Regions from separate parts of the Mus musculus genome. Here region 2 is linked to region 1. A link is a contact called in public ChIA-PET data. All regions are on one chromosome and are shown on one strand. The core of a region is the stretch at or near the end of the contact, and the rest is flanking DNA. Distances in the headings are between cores, read along the strand shown.

Evidence for each region. ChIA-PET counts read pairs in DNA pulled down with a chosen protein or histone mark.
Region 2: a contact with region 1 is called in an RNA polymerase II ChIA-PET map of memory CD8 T cells, with 18 read pairs. The contact joins the promoter of Sh2d1a here to the promoter of Thoc2 in region 1. A contact is called at or near these places in 1 of 39 promoter capture datasets (embryonic stem cells), 1 of 484 Hi-C or Micro-C datasets (CD4 T cells), 1 of 115 datasets of contacts at active chromatin or transcription factors (memory CD8 T cells) and 2 of 9 other capture datasets (adipose tissue and liver).

The regions. Positions count from the first base shown.
Region 1 is chrX:41,910,103-41,913,371 of GRCm38.p6, reverse strand. It overlaps Thoc2 (THO complex 2), which reads left to right and starts at 1,471. Exons shown (of 39, transcript NM_001033422.1): 1 at 1,471-1,571. The coding sequence starts at 1,501.
Region 2 is chrX:42,500,763-42,504,035 of GRCm38.p6, reverse strand. It overlaps Sh2d1a (SH2 domain containing 1A), which reads right to left and starts at 1,471. Exons shown (of 4, transcript NM_011364.4): 1 at 1,177-1,471. The coding sequence starts at 1,313.

The DNA.
Region 1 (3,269 bases), core at 222-2,721:
TACCCCAATGAAGTCAATTGTGCCAGTAATGCCCTTTATAGCAAAAGAAAAATATGATTTTTGGAGGGGAGAAAATCCCTTGTATTTCTTGTTTCCATTAATCTTTTTAAAAAAGTCTGTATGTAATCATTTGGCAGGCTTGGAGCTTGCTATGTAGATAATACTGGCCTGTGACTCACAGAGATCCTTCTGCCTCTGCCTCCAGTCTTCAAAAATCTGGAAGAATTACTATCTTCTAAGAGCTTGGCAACTTTGAAAAGTACAGGGTAGTAATTTTGTAGATTCTCTCTCAATAATGGTTATGACTGCTGCCCTACAATATTGAATTAATATATAAAATTTGGGTATTAACAATTTTTAAAATTTGAGTAGTGTTTCTTCTAGCACTTCACAGGCATTTCACGGGCAGTCCCATGGTGTCCGTCTTTTCACTTGCTTGTCTACCTTGCATTAATTACATTCAGGCCAATGGGAAGTTGCTATGTTCCTGCCTCAGGTTCCCAAGTGTTGGAATTATATCTGTGGAACCCTGTGCCTGGTTCACTTGCTCTGTTTCTGAGATAATTTAGCTTTTTCCCCCCAGTAGTGAAGTACCAAAGCAGAGCCTGGTTCAAGGTAAGCAAGTGCTCTAGACCACAGCTACAGGGTTTTTTTTTTTTTTTTTTTTGTTTTTTTGTTTTTTTGTTTTTGGTTTTGGTTTTTCGAGACAGGGTTTCTCTGTGTAGCCCTGGCTGTCCTGGAACTCAAGCTGTAGACCAAGCTGGCCCGGAACTCAGAAATCTGCCTGCCTCTGCCTCCCCAGTGCTGGGATTAAAGGCGTGAGCCACCACTGAAGGTATAGCTCTAACCCTGGTGGAATTTATTTTCACCAACACAGGGAGATATCTTCCATATTTTCCTACAGTAACGTTTTCTCTTTGTAATAAGAAATATTTTTTGTAGAGAGATTATAACACCTTAAACATCGTTTCTCGGCATAGTAATACTCCCTAGTTTGACAGCTCAAGTAAGGAGTTAGGATTTGGCGGAGCATGCGGTTCCCAGCTTTTGTCCATTATGTGTGCCCTGTCCGTATTAATTTTCTATTTAGTCGTTAGTTGAGATATTTCTTATCTCATGTTCCTTTTTTTCCAGAAGCTCATGTCATGGCTTACAGTTCCAGCATCCACCAATGCCTAACAGACCGAGTGATTGAAAAATTACGAGTTTGAATTAGTGGCTTGGGGTAGAGATTACGGGAGATCATAAAGGCCACAGCGGCCTGGCGTTTTTGTTTTTTGTTTAATGTGTATATGTTCTAAAGGGAAGTAGGGGTGAGAGCTGTGGCACCCGCCACCTCTTTGTCGGCCTGGCCCAGGACTTCCGTTTGGTGGGGAAGTAGGTGGGGCGGGAAATCTAAACCCGAGTTCGCAGCTTCCGTCACTCCCCGTGGGCGGCGCTCCCCTTTGACCCCGCGCTCGGGAGCTACACATCCGGGCCACTGTTACTAGCGAGGGGAAGATGGCGGCCGCGGCTGTGGTGGTTCCCGCAGAGTGGATAAAGAACTGGGAGAAATCAGGGAGAGGCGAATTGTGAGTGTTTCTGACCGAGGGAAGGCGCCGGGCCGCCCTGAGGTCGGGGCGCTGGGCGCAGTCGGAAGTGGGGTACAGGGGCCGGGGGGCAGCGGCGCCCCCTCCCCCACCCGCACCCGGGCGGCGGATGAGGATGGTTGGTTGGTCCGGAGTTTCCACTTGGCTGAGGAGCGGAGCCGGGAGCCGCCACTATCGCCGCCGCCGCCGCTGAGCGTCTTGCCTTCCCTCCGACCTCCCCGAAAGCCCCGTGGTCCCCGGGAGCCCCGCTTCCTTTAGGTCTCTCCGCAGAACTTCCGTCTCGTCCCCTCAGGTCCCCCTGGGCTCCTGCCCTGTCGCTTTTTTGTCTGTCTGGCTCATCGTCTTAACTCAGCTCGCTGGGCTCGGCTCCTTTTCTCTCCGTGGCTTCGCAGCCGGAGCTGTGTGGGTCCGCCACTTGCCATGTCTCTCACTGTCCCGTTTTATCTTCTTATTTTTATTTGTCCCCCCCCCCCCCGGGATCTAAGACGACTCCCGCACTTTGGTTCCCGGCCTCTCCTGTGCCCGAAGTCTTAGGAGGGCGAACTGTCCCGAACTCTCTGCTCCTCGCCGCTGGTGGCAGAGGAGCCCGGGGCGTCGGGGACAGCCAGGCATGGCACCTCTGCTTTCTCAGGGAGCGGCAGCTTGCGCTGCCCTGGCCCTGCGGTACTCGGGAAAGTGTGGCAGGGATTGCCGCTTCTTTTTGCCAAGTCCCTGCCGGCGTGTCACCTCGCCGTGGTTTCGGGATGGGATTCAACTTTTCCTGGTAGAAGGTTTAGGGAACTCCATTTTGGCCTGGGACTGCAGCGAGTGCTCGCCCTCCTCGAGGCTTTTCTAGTACTTTAGGATGATCTCTGTGTCCTTTAAGTCATAAACTTACTTTGTACCGTCACCGGTAATTTCCTACAGTAGCGGCTTTCGCGCCTCCCAGTAGCCACCCCACCCCCGACTCCCCGTTTAAGTTGACAGAATTAATCACTGATTAAAAAAAAAAAAGTTGTAATTTCTTCTTCTGAGTCGCTCTGGAAGCTTAGCAGTCAATCCTATGTGAGATTAACTCTCTTTAGCTGCTTGAGTTGTCTCCCTCCACACTCCCACACTCATCCAGTATCAGGTTCCCAGTTGCTCACGGGAAGATAGGAATCTTTAAAACTTTGTTACTTCAAAGAAACCCGGTACACCAAGCTCTTGTGACTTGACTTACTCCCACATCCCTTTGCTGTTCTGTGAAACGTTAACAGCGTGAGTCCTAGAATTGGATTGTCTGAGTAAGTGGCTAGCTTAGCCCACTTAACCAGCTGAGTGACCTTGGATAAATTCGTAACCATTTGGGGCCGTTTCCCCTTGAGTAAATTGGGAATAAGAAGCGTTCTACTCGAAGGATTGTTGAGAAGAGTTAATGTCTATAAAGCACTTGGGTTATAGTAAGTGCGCAAGTGATAGCTATTAAAAGTAATATTATTCCAGCTTTTAGAAATTTAAAGTTCTCGGGACAGCTCTTTGCTTGGCGATTAGTTGGCCTCTGACATCCTGCATATTTACTTTTGTATGCTAATGAGTTGAGAGGCCCTTGGAGAACGGGGATGTCATCTCATTTTTTTTTTTTTTTTTGGTAGGACATGTCCTCCAGTATATACTTAGAGTTCCTTCGAGTTTTGTTAACTCAGAGGTCTGTCTCACATC
Region 2 (3,273 bases), core at 222-2,721, 590 kb before region 1:
AGACTGCCTCAAGGAGTACCGGAATAATTTGTCCAAAAAGAGACTAATAATAAACCAGACTTCCATTTGCTGAGCGTCAAGCCCAGTGTTCATTTGTCTTTTTTTTTTTTGTACATGGAGGTATTTAATCTTCATTGACCCTTAGAATATGAATCCCATTTAAAATCAATGGCTAAGAGATTGGTGTTGTGAGATAACAACCTTTTGAGTCTGACTACAGTAGGATTTGCTCAGGGAGGTTGTACAGAGCCAAGATGCAGCTGCACCTGGTTCAAAATGGAGTAAGAGGCTGAGACCAGTCTAGGCAAAGCTCAAAGTGGGATAATTACAATGATGTTTTCTCCCTCTCTCTGTTCTTTAAAACTATTCTCACTCCTATCATTTACGGGACACAGCACGTTTTAAAACTCATTATGCCTCTTATAAAACAAGGCAATTCAGCAGCACCAGAAAGGTGCCCCTACTCTTGCATACACATCCTCTTCAGCACTGTACTGCTTTAGTGTTGTTGGCTACTGTTTTTTAATAGGATCTTATACTATGTAGCCCTAGCTGGCATGGAACCGGCCCATGTAAAACCAGGCTAGTCACCTGAAACTCACACACATCTGTCTACCTCTGCCTTCCCTGGGCTGCATTCTGAAAGCAATGGATTCCATTTCCTGGCTAACCACTTCTTCAAGCATTTGCTAGATGCTTTTCTTTTAGGGTACCATTTTCAGTCACATTTGTAGAGAATGATAGAGAAAGACCTTCCTTTGCCTTACTTCATGGCCCAGAATACAAATAGTCCAACTTCCCGGGGCTCCACCATCATGGTGTCTACTTGGAATCAGAGCCGAAGTCCAGAGTATGGGTCTTTCTCAAAGTAAAGGTAAGTTCTAGGCCATGTTTTCCCATTCTGAAGGGTATTCAGTGAAGCTGCCACAAACGCACTGGTGAAATGCAGTTGATAAAATCCGCAGTGAGGGACGTACGTACAAGTACTGCCCACCACATCCCTGGGCTGAGCCCTGGGACCATACGTCAGAGCTGGAAGAGTACTCAGTTCCTGCTGCCTGTATTCCCTAGGTACCTCTGCCAAAAGCTGTCATCCCCTGCCACTCCTCCCAGCCCTCCCCTGAAAGGGCAGGCTACCCATGCTAACAACCTGCCACTACCACGAGATATACTCACAAAACACACAGGCAGTACACGCCAGGGACACTCTCGCTGTCTCGCAGCAGATAGCTTCCATCCAGCCCGGTAGCGAGTAAGAGCTTCTCCCCGGTCTCCCTGCTGATTTTGCCGTGGTACACAGTCACTGCATCCATGCCTAGCAAACTCTTTGATGGGCCCAGAAGAAGGATGGTAAAAAGGAAACTTTGCTGCTGCTGTTGCCGCTGCAGTGGCTTACTGGGCAGTATTGAGAGAGAGAGAGAGAGAGAGAGAGAGAGAGAGAGAGAGAGAGAGAGAGAGAGAGAGAGAGAGAAACACCCTAACAACAGGATGTTGTCTACCTGCCTTAAAACCTCTTCTCACACTTCAATTCAGGCCAGCTCAGCAGTTTAACAGCTTCAAACTTGTCATGGGTTTGATCATCTATTCTCCAACAAAGGTTTGTGGTGGGGGAGGGGGCACGCTGAAAAGGTGAACACTTGCAGTATTTGAGCTGTGCCAGCAACGCAAACAGAGCTTGCACAAAGATGAGAAACTTGCTAGTGCCTTTGTTCTTGTGTAGTTCCTGCAAACTTCGAAGCCATTGACAATGACTTGTCTTAACGAGTGAACAAAAGAATTGGTGATAGAAGTGAATGGGACGTGTTCATCATGAGGGGCAGAAGCAGACTGACAAAATAAAAGCATAAAAGCAGTCAAGCTACAAAACCACAGCAGAACATGGCTGCAAGGCTTCCACAGCATCACCAAGGGCTACTGAACTACAGACTTTGGGACTAGATGGTCCTGAAACAGCTTTCTTTTCTTCAATGCTGATGATGGAATTCGGGGCCTCGCAGATGAGGTCTTCTATCCCGAAGCCATATGCCAAATCCTTGAATACACTTAGGCCAAAACAAGTATTTTTACCTTAATGTTTTGTCCAAAATCCAAAACTATGAAAAAAATTGTCATCATATTAAAAAAAAAAAAGTGTAGATGGATCTAGCTAAGGAGCTTAAGAAGACTAAATTCTTTTGTTGGTACTTCTTTGTTTTTATTATTATTAAAATCACAATATAATCACAGCATTTCTCCCTTCCCTTTTCACCCTTGAAACCCTCCCATGAATCCCTCCCTGCTCTTCAACAACATTGCTATTGTATTATTGTATTATTGCATGCATATATGTATATACGTGTAATTCCTAAACACATCCAGTTGTGCCTGTATGGTGCTATTTGTATGTATGTTTTCAGGGATAGCCATTTGGTAGTAGACGACCAATTAGTGTGCTCTTCCCACGGGTGACCACTTCTTCTACTTCCGATTTTACTCAGCTGTCTGTAGTTCTTCCTGTAGAGCTGCTGGTTTGTGGGCTTTTTCTGTCCAGTTTGGTCTGTCCATTGGTGTCCTGTGTGAACTTCTATATACCCTTTGGCATATGGGGCTAGGCCAGAATCATTGTGGATATAAAATCCATTTTACATCATCGCACAGGTGTTGATAAATGTGTTGTAACTTCTATTCTCATACATAAATGCCTACCTACATCAATGTTAAAAACATCAGAGTTTAGCCTAACCAGGACTCTATTTAGAAATCAGTTATAATGATGGCATTTTAAATATGAAAAGAAAGAAAGGGGTAATCTTCTTTTATTAAGGCATACGGACAGTAGCCCACCTAGAGTGTAACTGCTAGAACATTCAGTGTTCCATAGGTTAAAAACAAAACCTAACCTCATTTTTTTTGTCTCTGAACAACCCTGAACAAATCATCTACAAACACAGGCACAGAGAAACCTGGATCTGACGGAGCAAGCATCCCATGCATTCTTTTCTTTCTGTTTCATTCTGCATTGCTAAAATAGCACGCTTGTCAAAGCAGCCAGGTACAGTGGGCTTCAGCACAACGAAAATCACATCACAAGAGAACAGTTAAATTATACGGTAATAGTACAACTCTCACATCCACTACCTTATTGTCATCTCACAAGCAAACTGACAGGTGAGCCAGCCCACCAGTGCAGTGTTGATGAAAAATACTGACACCCTTGCTCTGCTGCTATGCAGGCACTAAGCTTGACTTTGGCAAATTCAAACTTCACACAGAGCTTGAAGTGTAGAGAATAGA